Regions from separate parts of the Anser cygnoides genome. Here region 1 is linked to region 2. Evidence: chromatin contacts called from public Hi-C data. All regions are on one chromosome and are shown on one strand. The core of a region is the stretch at or near the end of the contact, and the rest is flanking DNA. Distances in the headings are between cores, read along the strand shown. Region 1 has its middle 38 kb from the start of ATF7IP. Region 2 overlaps ATF7IP (activating transcription factor 7 interacting protein).

The links. A called contact is a pair of places that touch in the nucleus more often than the background predicts.
Region 1: a Hi-C map of liver shows a contact between it and region 2, with 10 times the contacts expected there. The contact joins two enhancer-like sites. A contact is called at or near these places in 4 of 7 Hi-C or Micro-C datasets (fetal liver, granulosa cells and liver).

The regions. Positions count from the first base shown.
Region 1 is chr1:44,880,621-44,885,822 of Taihu_goose_T2T_genome, forward strand. No RefSeq gene overlaps it. Among named protein-coding and RNA genes, the nearest start is that of ATF7IP, 38 kb to the left of the region's middle. Within about 2 kb of position 2,206, at least 3 of the 3 cell types and tissues checked have open chromatin away from gene starts, as enhancers often do. A contact at or near this core is called in fetal liver and liver, where this site is marked.
Region 2 is chr1:44,794,099-44,799,546 of Taihu_goose_T2T_genome, forward strand. All of the region lies in intron 1 of ATF7IP (activating transcription factor 7 interacting protein), which reads right to left. Among named protein-coding and RNA genes, the nearest start is that of ATF7IP, 48 kb to the right of the region's middle. Within about 2 kb of position 2,918, at least 3 of the 3 cell types and tissues checked have open chromatin away from gene starts, as enhancers often do. A contact at or near this core is called in fetal liver and liver, where this site is marked.

The DNA.
Region 1 (5,202 bases), core at 956-3,455, 86 kb after region 2:
ACTAAAGGAACAGAAACATTTTTTTGTCTTTTTTTTTTCCCCCCCCTCTGATGATACACAAAATAACACCCCATGGCAAGAGTTCTATTCTTTTGTAATAAGAAAACAAACGACAACAGAAGAGGCAGCTCCAGAAGAACTGGAGAGTACTAGGAGGATAAATCATCCCATGCATTTCAATATAGTTTTAATTCTACAGTACAGCATGGGACCCATCCCCACCCTTTGATGATACAGATGATACAAGAGGAGTGCAGCAGAAGTGGCTCACCCAACCAACCAGAGGTAACTGCACTGTAGCAACCAATGTAAAGGAGCTCTCTTGCTTCATTATCTTTCACGTCAAGGAGAAAGAATACCTGCTAACAGCTGCATTTATTTGTAGATCTCCTTGGAAGGGAATAAGGATCTGAGCAACTGACACATCTTGTACTCCAAGTACTAAAGATATTGAGCTGTGACACAAACACATCTGGTCCAGTGAACTCTGTCCATATTTAGTGCTTCTAAAAATATAATTTGTCCATATTGACATATGCTGACTCCTTTGGGCTTCCAAAGAGCAAAATACAGCTCCTATCTCTTCCTACACGTTTAGGTTCTTTCTGAACTAGATTATCTCCTGTGACTGCTTTAGAGTTATCAGAGCAGCTCTACTTCTGATAAGACATGCAAGAATACTGCTGCAGGCAAAATCTGGGCAGCCACGAGGATTTTTATTGTGAGACTTTAAGACTGTACTTTAAATGGGTCAGATAGCTAAACAAGGGAACACCTTTCCTGCACCGCCATTCCCACCTCTCACAAATTTGTACCAATGGTGAAAAAGTGACATGTTGGTATGCCCTGAGGGGCAAAAAAGAAAGAAAAACTCTTGATGACAGACAGGGAGTGGCCCCCATTTATCAGGGTTATCCAGAGAATGATGTAACATAATCTAAGACAGCGAGATGAAAGACTGAAACTAGAAGTAAATCAAACACATATGAGGAGATTAAAGACACATGGAGAGATCTAATCTAATAGAAAGGGAGGGGACAAGGCTGTTCTTTTACTAATTCAGTATTATGACTGAGTTAGCCCTTAGGCTGAAACACCATAGGCCAGTTTATGTTCCTGTTAACAACTGGATGTGACAGAAAGGATAAAATGATATTAAGACCAGAAATTGTGTATGTTCAGAGATACTGCAGATCTCCGTGCAGGTAATGTACAGATGAAAAGTATAACATTTGTTAAAAGTAGGTTGACTTACTATGCTACAGACAGCCACTAATACCTGTTCTAGAAAACACGATGTAATAAAATGGTACTTTAGGCTGGGGAAGTGAAAAGAACGGTCTTCTATTAAGTAAAGCATTAAAGTGTGAAAGCATTTCGCAAAGAAAGTCAGGAGTCTGGATGCCTGTTCCTCTGTGCTGCAGTGACGGGCACTTTAATAATGAGATTTTATCAGCTGGGGAGGAAAAAAAAAAAAGGCAAACGTGTTCCAAGGGAGATTGTCACTTCCCGTACAAAAGGGTTTGGATGATTTTTTGTACTTTGAATGCGACCACAGTAGATCAAATGCAGTATTTGCATATGCACAAATAAGGTGCAAAAGAAACACACACACAAACAAACCACCAAACAGACGTGGTGTGAAAGTCATTTCAAAGATTCTAGGTAAGTCCAAAAAAGCTTGAGTTTAAAGGACCACTGGGAAAATCCAGCTCCCTTCTCCACACACCACAAGAGGCTTCCTGCCCCGCGCCACCTCAGCAGCACCCGTCCTGCCAACCGATGCCCGACAGGGGCACCCCGGGACTTGGGGTGGCCGTGTGAGGGGCAGCTGGAGCTCCATGGCCGGTGAGAGCCGCACGCTGCCCTCCCAGCGGCCCTCAGGCCAGCCTAGCCCAGCCTGGCTTTGCCTGGCCTGGCTTTGCCCGGCCCGGCCCTGAGGCGCCCCCTCGCCGCCGCTCCCCTCCCTTCCCCTCCCCGCCCCCAGCAGCCACAGGACTCCGCTGAAACCCGACACCGGGGCCTCCCTGCCCCTCCGGCAGCCTGCGGCCGCGCGGGGCGACACGCAAAGCCAGGAGCGGATCCCCACATGCAGGCGGCTCCGGCTCCGCGCTGCGGCAGAGCCGGGCCGGGCCGGGCCGTATTGTGTCTGCCGGCAGCAGCCGCGCGGGGCCACCTTCGCGTGGAGCTCCGCTCCGAAGGCTCGGAGGAATCCAGTCCGAAGAGTGCCGCTCGCCCTGATGCAAGCGGCAGCCTCCGCAGCTGCAGTCTCCTTGCAGAGCCACAACCGGCTCAGACCGGCTCGAACCGGCCCGGGCCGGCTGTGCTGGCTGCGGGCAGCGCCCCCGCCTTCCTCTCCCCTGCCTCCGCCTCCTCCTTCCCGGGCCTCCCTCCCACAGCACCGTGGCCCTTTGTCCCTCCACCGCCTGGGTGGGCCCTGGCCGAGCCCCGCGCTGCCCTCACAATTGACATCTCGCCTGGCTGCCCTGGCGCTTGACCCACATTTTCCTCTCTGCCACAATGTGGAAAATACTGTGTGCTTTACGTGTTTTTTCCACTTCTGGAAGAAATGAACGTGTCACAAACCATGCCCTTTTTGGCCAAAGCCACCCCCCCCCCCCCCCATCCACAGAAGGTGTGCTGCACATGGGCTCCTTGGTGCCCCATCCCTCAGAGACACTCCTGTCCTCTCCTGCCTGTCCTGTACACTGTCCCCCCTCCTGTCACAGCCCCAAAAGGAGGAACAGAGCTCGGTTACCTGCCAAGGTCATGGCAGACAAAGGCCCCTCTGTGCTCCTCTCCTCACAGCCACAGGCTGTGATCACCTCATGGCAGTACAGGAGGCAAGGAAACCTGGGTGGTACCCTGTCCCTTCTGCCCCACCTTTCACAGTCACTAGGAGGATAAACACACCCCAAATTTTGTCATTCCGTAACCAAAGAACACTTTTTTTTTTTTTCCTTTGCTGATCCACCCACCCTATTCTTACAGATCAAAGGAAACCTGATCTGGCCACGTTTTGGAGAAGAACTGAGGTAGTGTGACCCTACAAACTGCAGGGGGACATTTCCTACTTCCTCAACAGTGAGGGACATGTATATGGTTGCCACTCTCTTTCCCTGGCATTAGTTTGATAATTAACCTGAGTAGATCTGTCAGTTGGCTTGCTGCTGAAGGAATCCCTCCCCTACACCTGCATTAGCTCTGGCACTGGTCAAAGGAAAAGTGCTACCAGATCCATGAGTTGAGCTGGCACAACAAAGAGTCAAGCAAAGGCTGGACTCTCTAAACTAGGTCTGTTACATGTAGCCACAAGGGAGGTGTGGGCAAAGGAGTGATGCAACTCCCTTTTTGTGGCAGCAAGATGTTTATTTGTCTCACTGATACTGTTAAACTGTTTCTGAACAAGGCAGATACCCGAGCCACTCCCCCTGACCTTAATGAGGAGAGGCAAACACATGTGGTGATGTGTACATCCACCTGAATCTCTGTAAGTCAGTCATTCACCTGTAGGCCTCATCTCCACAGGCTTCAGGTGGTAAAACGGCTCTGTGCTGCTTCCATTGTCCTGAAGGGTGTAAGTGCTAGGTTTTGTAAAGACTTCTGCCTTGTGGGCATGCCATTCACATCCACATCTGGAGATAAAAATATGTGTACTACAACTACTGATTTTGAGGATGGCACAGACAGCAGGCACAAGTCGTCTGTTTGGTATGCTGTGACAAATTGGCTTTTTGACGCAGTTCCCCACAACATTCTCCTCAAGAAACTGGCTGCTCGGGGCTTGGACTGGCGTACGCTTCGCTGGGTTAGAAACTGGCTGGATGGCCGGGCCCAGAGAGTTGTGGTGAATGGAGTCAAATCTGGTTGGAGGCCGGTCACTAGTGGTGTCCCCCAGGGCTCGGTACTGGGGCCGGTCCTCTTTAATATCTTTATCGATGATCTGGATGAGGGCGTCCAGTGCACCCTCAGTAAGTTTGCAGATGACACCAAGCTAAGTGCGTGTGTCGATCTGCTCGAGGGCAGGAAGGCTCTGCAGGAGGATCTGGATAGGCTGGAGCGATGGGCTGAGGTCAACTGTATGAAGTTCAACAAGGCCAAGTGCCGGGTCCTGCACCTGGGGCGCAACAACCCCAAGCAGAGCTACAGGCTGGGAGATGAGTGGCTGGAAAGCTGCCTGGCCGAGAAGGACCTGGGAGTATTGGTGGATAGTCGGCTGAATATGAGCCAGCAGTGTGCCCAGGTGGCCAGGAAGGCCAACAGCATCCTGGCTTGTATAAGAAGCGGTGTGGCCAGCAGGTCTAGGGAAGTGATTGTGCACCTGTACTCGGCTCTGGTGAGGCCGCACCTCGAGTACTGTGTTCAGTTTTGGGCCCCTCGCTACAGGAAGGACATGGAGGTGCTCGAGCGAGTCCAGAGAAGGGCGACCAAGCTGGTGAGGGGTCTGGAGAACAAGTCTTACGAGGAGCGGCTGAGGGAGCTGGGCTTGTTCAGCCTGGAGGAGAGGAGGCTCAGGGGCGACCTTATCGCTCTCTACAGTTACCTTAAAGGAGGCTGTAGAGAGGTGGGGGTTGGTCTGTTCTCCTACGTGCCTGGTGACAGGACGAGGGGGAATGGGCGAAAGTTGCGCCAGGGGAGTTTTAGGTTGGATGTTAGGAAGTACTTCTTTACCGAAAGGGTTATTAAGCATTGGAATGGGCTGCCCAGGGAGGTGGTGGAGTCACCATCCCTGGAGGTCTTTAAAAGACGTTTAGATGTAGAGCTTAGCGATATGGTTTAGTGGAGTACTTAGTGTTAGGTCGGAGGTTGGACTCGATGATCTTGAGGTCTCTTCCAACCTAGAAATCTGTGATACTGTGATACTGTGAAATGTATGCAAAATGTAGAGGCTCCCAAGCAAAGTAGGAAGAAAAGTTCATACATGTGCAAACCGTTTGCCATCCACATGTAAAAGGAGTTGTGATGGGCTGGCCCAAGTTAGAAGCCAAACTCTCACCCAGCTGACACCAGTGTATAGTTAACTCTGTTTTGTGTGAAAGTGTTAAAATATGCAAATTGAGGAAAGGGCAAGATGACCCAGGCCTTGGAGATGTCTAAAGGATGATTAATTGAGGAACTGCTAATCAGGAAGACCATTATATTGACATTCTTGAGGAAAACATCCTGTCTCATGCCCTTGAATATGTCACCAATCACGTGACT
Region 2 (5,448 bases), core at 1,668-4,167:
CTTTGGCATAGGAGTTCCTTGACGTCTGAGCCATGCTCTGTAGCAATGACGGCACGTCTACCACATCTACAGGAGAGCTGATGTCAAATGTGTTTTTAAAAGCCACAGCCCTCATTGTCATTGATACCAACTCAACCTGTTCTTCCTAAAGATGATGGTAGCAACGAGTTTACTGACCGTGTCCTAAAGGATTTAAGAAAATAAGTTCCTTTATTTCAAAGCAGACCTGACAGAGAGGTGTATCTGGGGAGGCGGACACCCATACTGAGTCTCCCCTAGAATTCTGAGCAACTTCCCAGAATGACTTAGAAAAGAAAACTGCAGGATACGATTGTCCTATATAGCCACACGGTTGGTTACTTAAAGGAATCAAAGAATCATAGAAATGGTGGCCCAAAGAGACCTGTGGAGATCATCTAACTCAACGTCCCACTCAGAGCAGGACTATTGCCATGGTTTTCTGCTTAAATAAAAAGTCATAAAATTCACACAACAGAGATTCCACAACCTTTAACTAACCTGTTCCACTACTGCACTAATGCCTCTTGGGGAATTTTTTCCAGCCTGAAACTCCTACACTCCAACTCATGGCCACTGTACCATCCCACACCACTACAGTTGGCTCCACCCTTTTTATAATCAAGCCTGTCTACAAGTACTAAATAGCTGTAAGACTGCCCTTTATAGCCTTCTCTTCAGCAGATTAAAGTCATTGAGCTCCTTCAGTGTCTCTTTGTAGGTGCTTTAGGCTCCTATCATTTTGGTAGTCCTCTACTGGATCCTTCCTAGTTTACTGTGAACAGCTTGTTTATGAAGGAAATCTAGCATTTCTGCATTTCCTAACTAGGATATTTGAAGATACAAAAGGAATATATATTCTGTGGTACAATATAAATTCAACTCTCAAGATAAACTCAAGACCTTACAACCATGACATACTGTATTACATAACCATAAGGCTTCTACCATCCTTAGGTACCATAATTTATCAAAAATACAGGTAAAATGGAAAGAGATGTGATAAAGATTTTTTGTTGTCATTTTCCATTTCTTATTAACACTGAATTCCCTTATACTTTGTTTCAATTCTTTTCTGCTTGACAATGTAGAATCTTCATATTTGAGTAACTGATGGAGCTTAAATAACAGATGCATTCACACCTTGCGAACAGATGAAAAAGACCTTCACAGAAGATTTTATCAGCTCTATTTACACTCACCATAATACCATTAAGAGAGTCTGAACAAGTTTCTGAACACGACTGTCTACTACTGCGCTGCCACTAGTGGAAGCAAAATGCAACACACCTACAGAAACACTGATTTGGAAAATCAGTTTACCTGTAGTAAGAAAACATTCTCATCCCATAACCATTTCCAGTCAGATGAAGTACAAACTCAAGACGAGTTGTTAATAATCCTTCCAAACCAGTCTACATAGTAAATACAGTATTTTTATATTCCTCTAGAAGAGAACACATGTGACACAGTAATTTAACACAGTCCTGAAATTATGAGAAGCATAGAAAAACCTCTAAATATTTTAGAAGCACGCATGCAGTCTCTGAAAGCATACACATTCCTCCTTCCCAAGAACTTCAGCAGAAAGCTTTTTTATGTCACTATAAAAGCCTGTATCAGGCTGTCACATAGAGCACTGATCGTCATACTCACGGTTCCATGAGTGTAATCCCCTACAACATGCATGCTGTTTCAGAGGTATGTCTTGCAGAGTCGATTTTGAAAGGAAAAAAAAAGTCAGGCTTGGCTAACCTCGAACAATTCTTAAGACTCATGATAGGCAGCAGCTAAAGCCTTCTGTTCATCTAGTACAAGGATATAAGGCCTTTGTATCAAAATTAAGTGAGTACATGTAGCTGGATTTCTCTGACTACAATGCTTTCTTTTATAAGCATTACACTGAATTTTGAAGTCTTTAAAGAGTTTGTGAATTTTGTAATATCTGATCTTACTCTTACTGTAACCAAATGATATTTTAACGATCAATTACAAAATTTCACACACAACTTAAAATCAAGTTTGTAAATGCATCGTTTGTATAATCATAAAATGCAATTTAAAGCAAAGTAGTATTTGTATGCTCTAGTTTCCTTAGATATCTAAACGGCCTTTCATTCATATTTTTAACATAGCATGAAATATGGTAAATAAAACTAAAATGAAAGACGTTGCCTTTTTCAGTTTACCAAGAATAACAATCTTAAAAATCAAACATCAGAATACCTTTTTTACGTTAATGCACATCTTTACTTTTTTTCTTAGAACAGAAAAATACTGAAGGAATAAGCTTCAGTTACTAACGTATTTCAAAAATGTGTTTAGTTTATATCTAACAATATTATCGAAAATATAGCTAAAAGACAAAACCCTAATACAGTTCTACAGTGAAACTGATACAAAGGAGCCTTACAAAATTCCATTGTTAGATGGCTATTTAATTGATGCACATTTTCAGCTCAATCCCACAATCTTTCACAACCAAACAACACCAAGGAAAAGCTACAAAACTATAAACATAGATGAGATTTAAAGATGAAAACTAAATGCTGGTTAAGTATCACATATCACAGCAGACCACACTTAAAGCGTTTCCAGCCATACCCACAAGGGAGCACACTGCAGCCAAGTAACAGATCTCATGTGAGAGCTGAGTAAAATAAGAAACAAATTAATCAGTAACCAGTTCAGACAGGTTTGGTTGTATGGGTGCAAGCCTATGAGCAATCATCTTATAAATATCTGCCTTCCAGTCCACCAAAGGGGTAGAGGCTGCCTTTCAGAAAGGAGAGCAGGCTATATGAATTCAGTCTTAACACTTTATAAACTCCTAGTGTTTTAAAAAGGAATGTATTTAGATAGTCTCCTTTTATACTCAACAATTAACACAGAGTTTAGCTACATTTACTATACACTTCCCTCATGTGACGCTTAAGTAGTTTCAGTTTTTCATCATCACATTTCTTTGTTGTGACATGGTCATGAGCGGCTCAGGCGCCAAGCCAGTGAAGTGGCACCTATTATTTCAAGGAAAGGCATTTGTGCAGAGCAGTACGAAATGACTCCTGCATGTAGAGATAAGTATGCAAGGGTTAAATTCTGTAAATAAGGTGGTTTTGTTTAATAAAGTTCAACAAAACAATAATCAATTTTGAAACACCAACACATGAATACTGTATGTATTTGTTTAGGTATCATTTATCAAAATTCTTCATTTTAAGCTTTAAAGTCATACTTACTTCAGCATGACAAACACACCATCATGCACCTCCCTCCAATTACAAATCTGCAAATATTTCTCATTACCAAATATGTGATGGATGGCAAAACCAAAATGTACCAGTGTAGCTAAGAATACACGAAGGACTTCTCTTGCAGCCAATTAGAAATTTTTCCCTCCTCTTCCCCTTATACATATATATATTTATTATTACCATGCAAAGAGATTGCAGCTCTGAAGCAACAAAGGAAGGTATTAGTTTAGCTGCTATGGATTAGCCTATGATCGTGAGCTCGCATGAGCACAGCCCACGAGCTGCTCAAAAAGTGAGCCAATCAGCGAGCGGCTGCCTGAATCCTGCCTGGTAACAGGCAGTAGACAAAGAGAAGGTCATGGAAACACACTAGGGGGAAAAAACTGGAATCTCTGCAACAGTGCACAATGGGTTTTGCATAATATAATCAGTCTAGAACAGCATTTGCACAGGCTTCCTGGAATGTATGTAGTGCTAGCCAAAAGCACCACCATAAAACACTTGCAAAAGCACAAGAACTACATGGAGGAAGTAAAAGCCTTTGATCAGGAAAACCAGTGCTCAAATATTCAAGTCTACTTAAAACGTAGCACAGCTGAATCAATGGAACAGAGACAGCTAATGGTCAGGAGCACGATGTTCTAGATGGAGAGTCCCAGAGAATGCACGTAATGAACAGAACCTACCTCTTAAGCGGCGGTTCACAATAAGCAGTTTTCAGTTGAAACCATCTATAGCAATGTTGATACAAGTCGTCAGAAATTTAAAAACTATTTTCAAAGAAGAACAAGTTTGTGATCTGTTTTTCCAGAACACGTGCTGAAATACCGCACCAGGAATGCGCTTTCATGCCCCTCACTCAAGTCTGCTTAACTGACCGAACGCAAGATACACACCACCAGTGCACGAACAACACTATGTCTTAATATTTTGAAGTAAATGCAAAAAACACATCTGAGGAGATACACTAAGCAAAAACAGTATTTCTTCTAGCACACCATAGGCGATCATAGGTTTTGTTCCCTTCCAGGCTGACATTTTGTGTGCGCTGGCTGAGCGGGGCAGCAGAACGCGCCATTTTCTGAGAGAAAAATCACGTCGCCAAGCCGTCCAGCTCCACCTCCTGTACCTACAGCAAAACAAGGTTCGCTCTGACTGAACCTCCGGCCATTTTTTCGCCGCGTTGTCCGGGGCTGAGGGAGGTGGCAGGGCGGGTGGCTGGTTGGGAACCGGGCGGCATTTCCCGCCTCAGAGCCCTGCAGTTTCCCGGCCGCACCCTAGGGGGCGCCGGCCCCGGCCGCGCTCCCGCCCGGCCACCGCCTCACAGCGACAGGCCACAGGCCCCTCTCTGATTGGCTGGATGCGATCCGCACGGCGGCCAATCAGGCAGAGGCTCCTGAAATTCTACCCAGCAACAGAGAGCCACGAGGCCCTGAGGCAGAATGTGGGCAGGGAATGGCGCAGGAGAGCCGAGTGCAGTGCTAGGAACGACCTGAAGCAAAAACTTACAGGGCTCAGACCCAGGGCTTCAGAACAGCGTTAGCTCACAAGTGCAGCGAACAGGAAGCGCATAGCCTGGCTGCACATTCCCTCCTTAACTCTGTCATGCTGGTTTAACACTAGCGAGTTTGTGTTATGTTAAATGTTGAGTCAAAAAATGCAGAAAGACAAGCCAGGTCCAAGCACGTCTGTTTTTATTCTTTCCTCTGTTACTGGGTAGCAGCTGTACCCTTCTACAGAAGCATCAAAATCCAGTTATTCCCCATGACTGCAGTGGGACGTCACCGTGCTTGGAGATCTGCTTGTCCCCCACCCTTGTGCTCTGCCTTTTGAGGAAGTGGTTCTGTGTAACACCGAATTCACATGGATCTATGCCTACTGAGAAACACACCAAGAAGTGGTTATGTGCTTGGTAAACTGGAGTATGTCCATAGTATAGTTTCAGACGAGTGGTCTTGGTCTCGTACACTTTCATCAATGGCCTAACATACAAAGTTGAATTGTATTCTCATCACTTTGGTACCTCTAAGAGAATGACACCACCTCTGACTTTGGCTCATGAATCTATTTCTCATCCTATTATAGCAATTTTAGATTCTTCTCTCAGGAGGAATGGCAACTACTCCCTGTTAGATCCATTTATACAATTGAGATCTTTCAACTTGCTGGTGGTTTT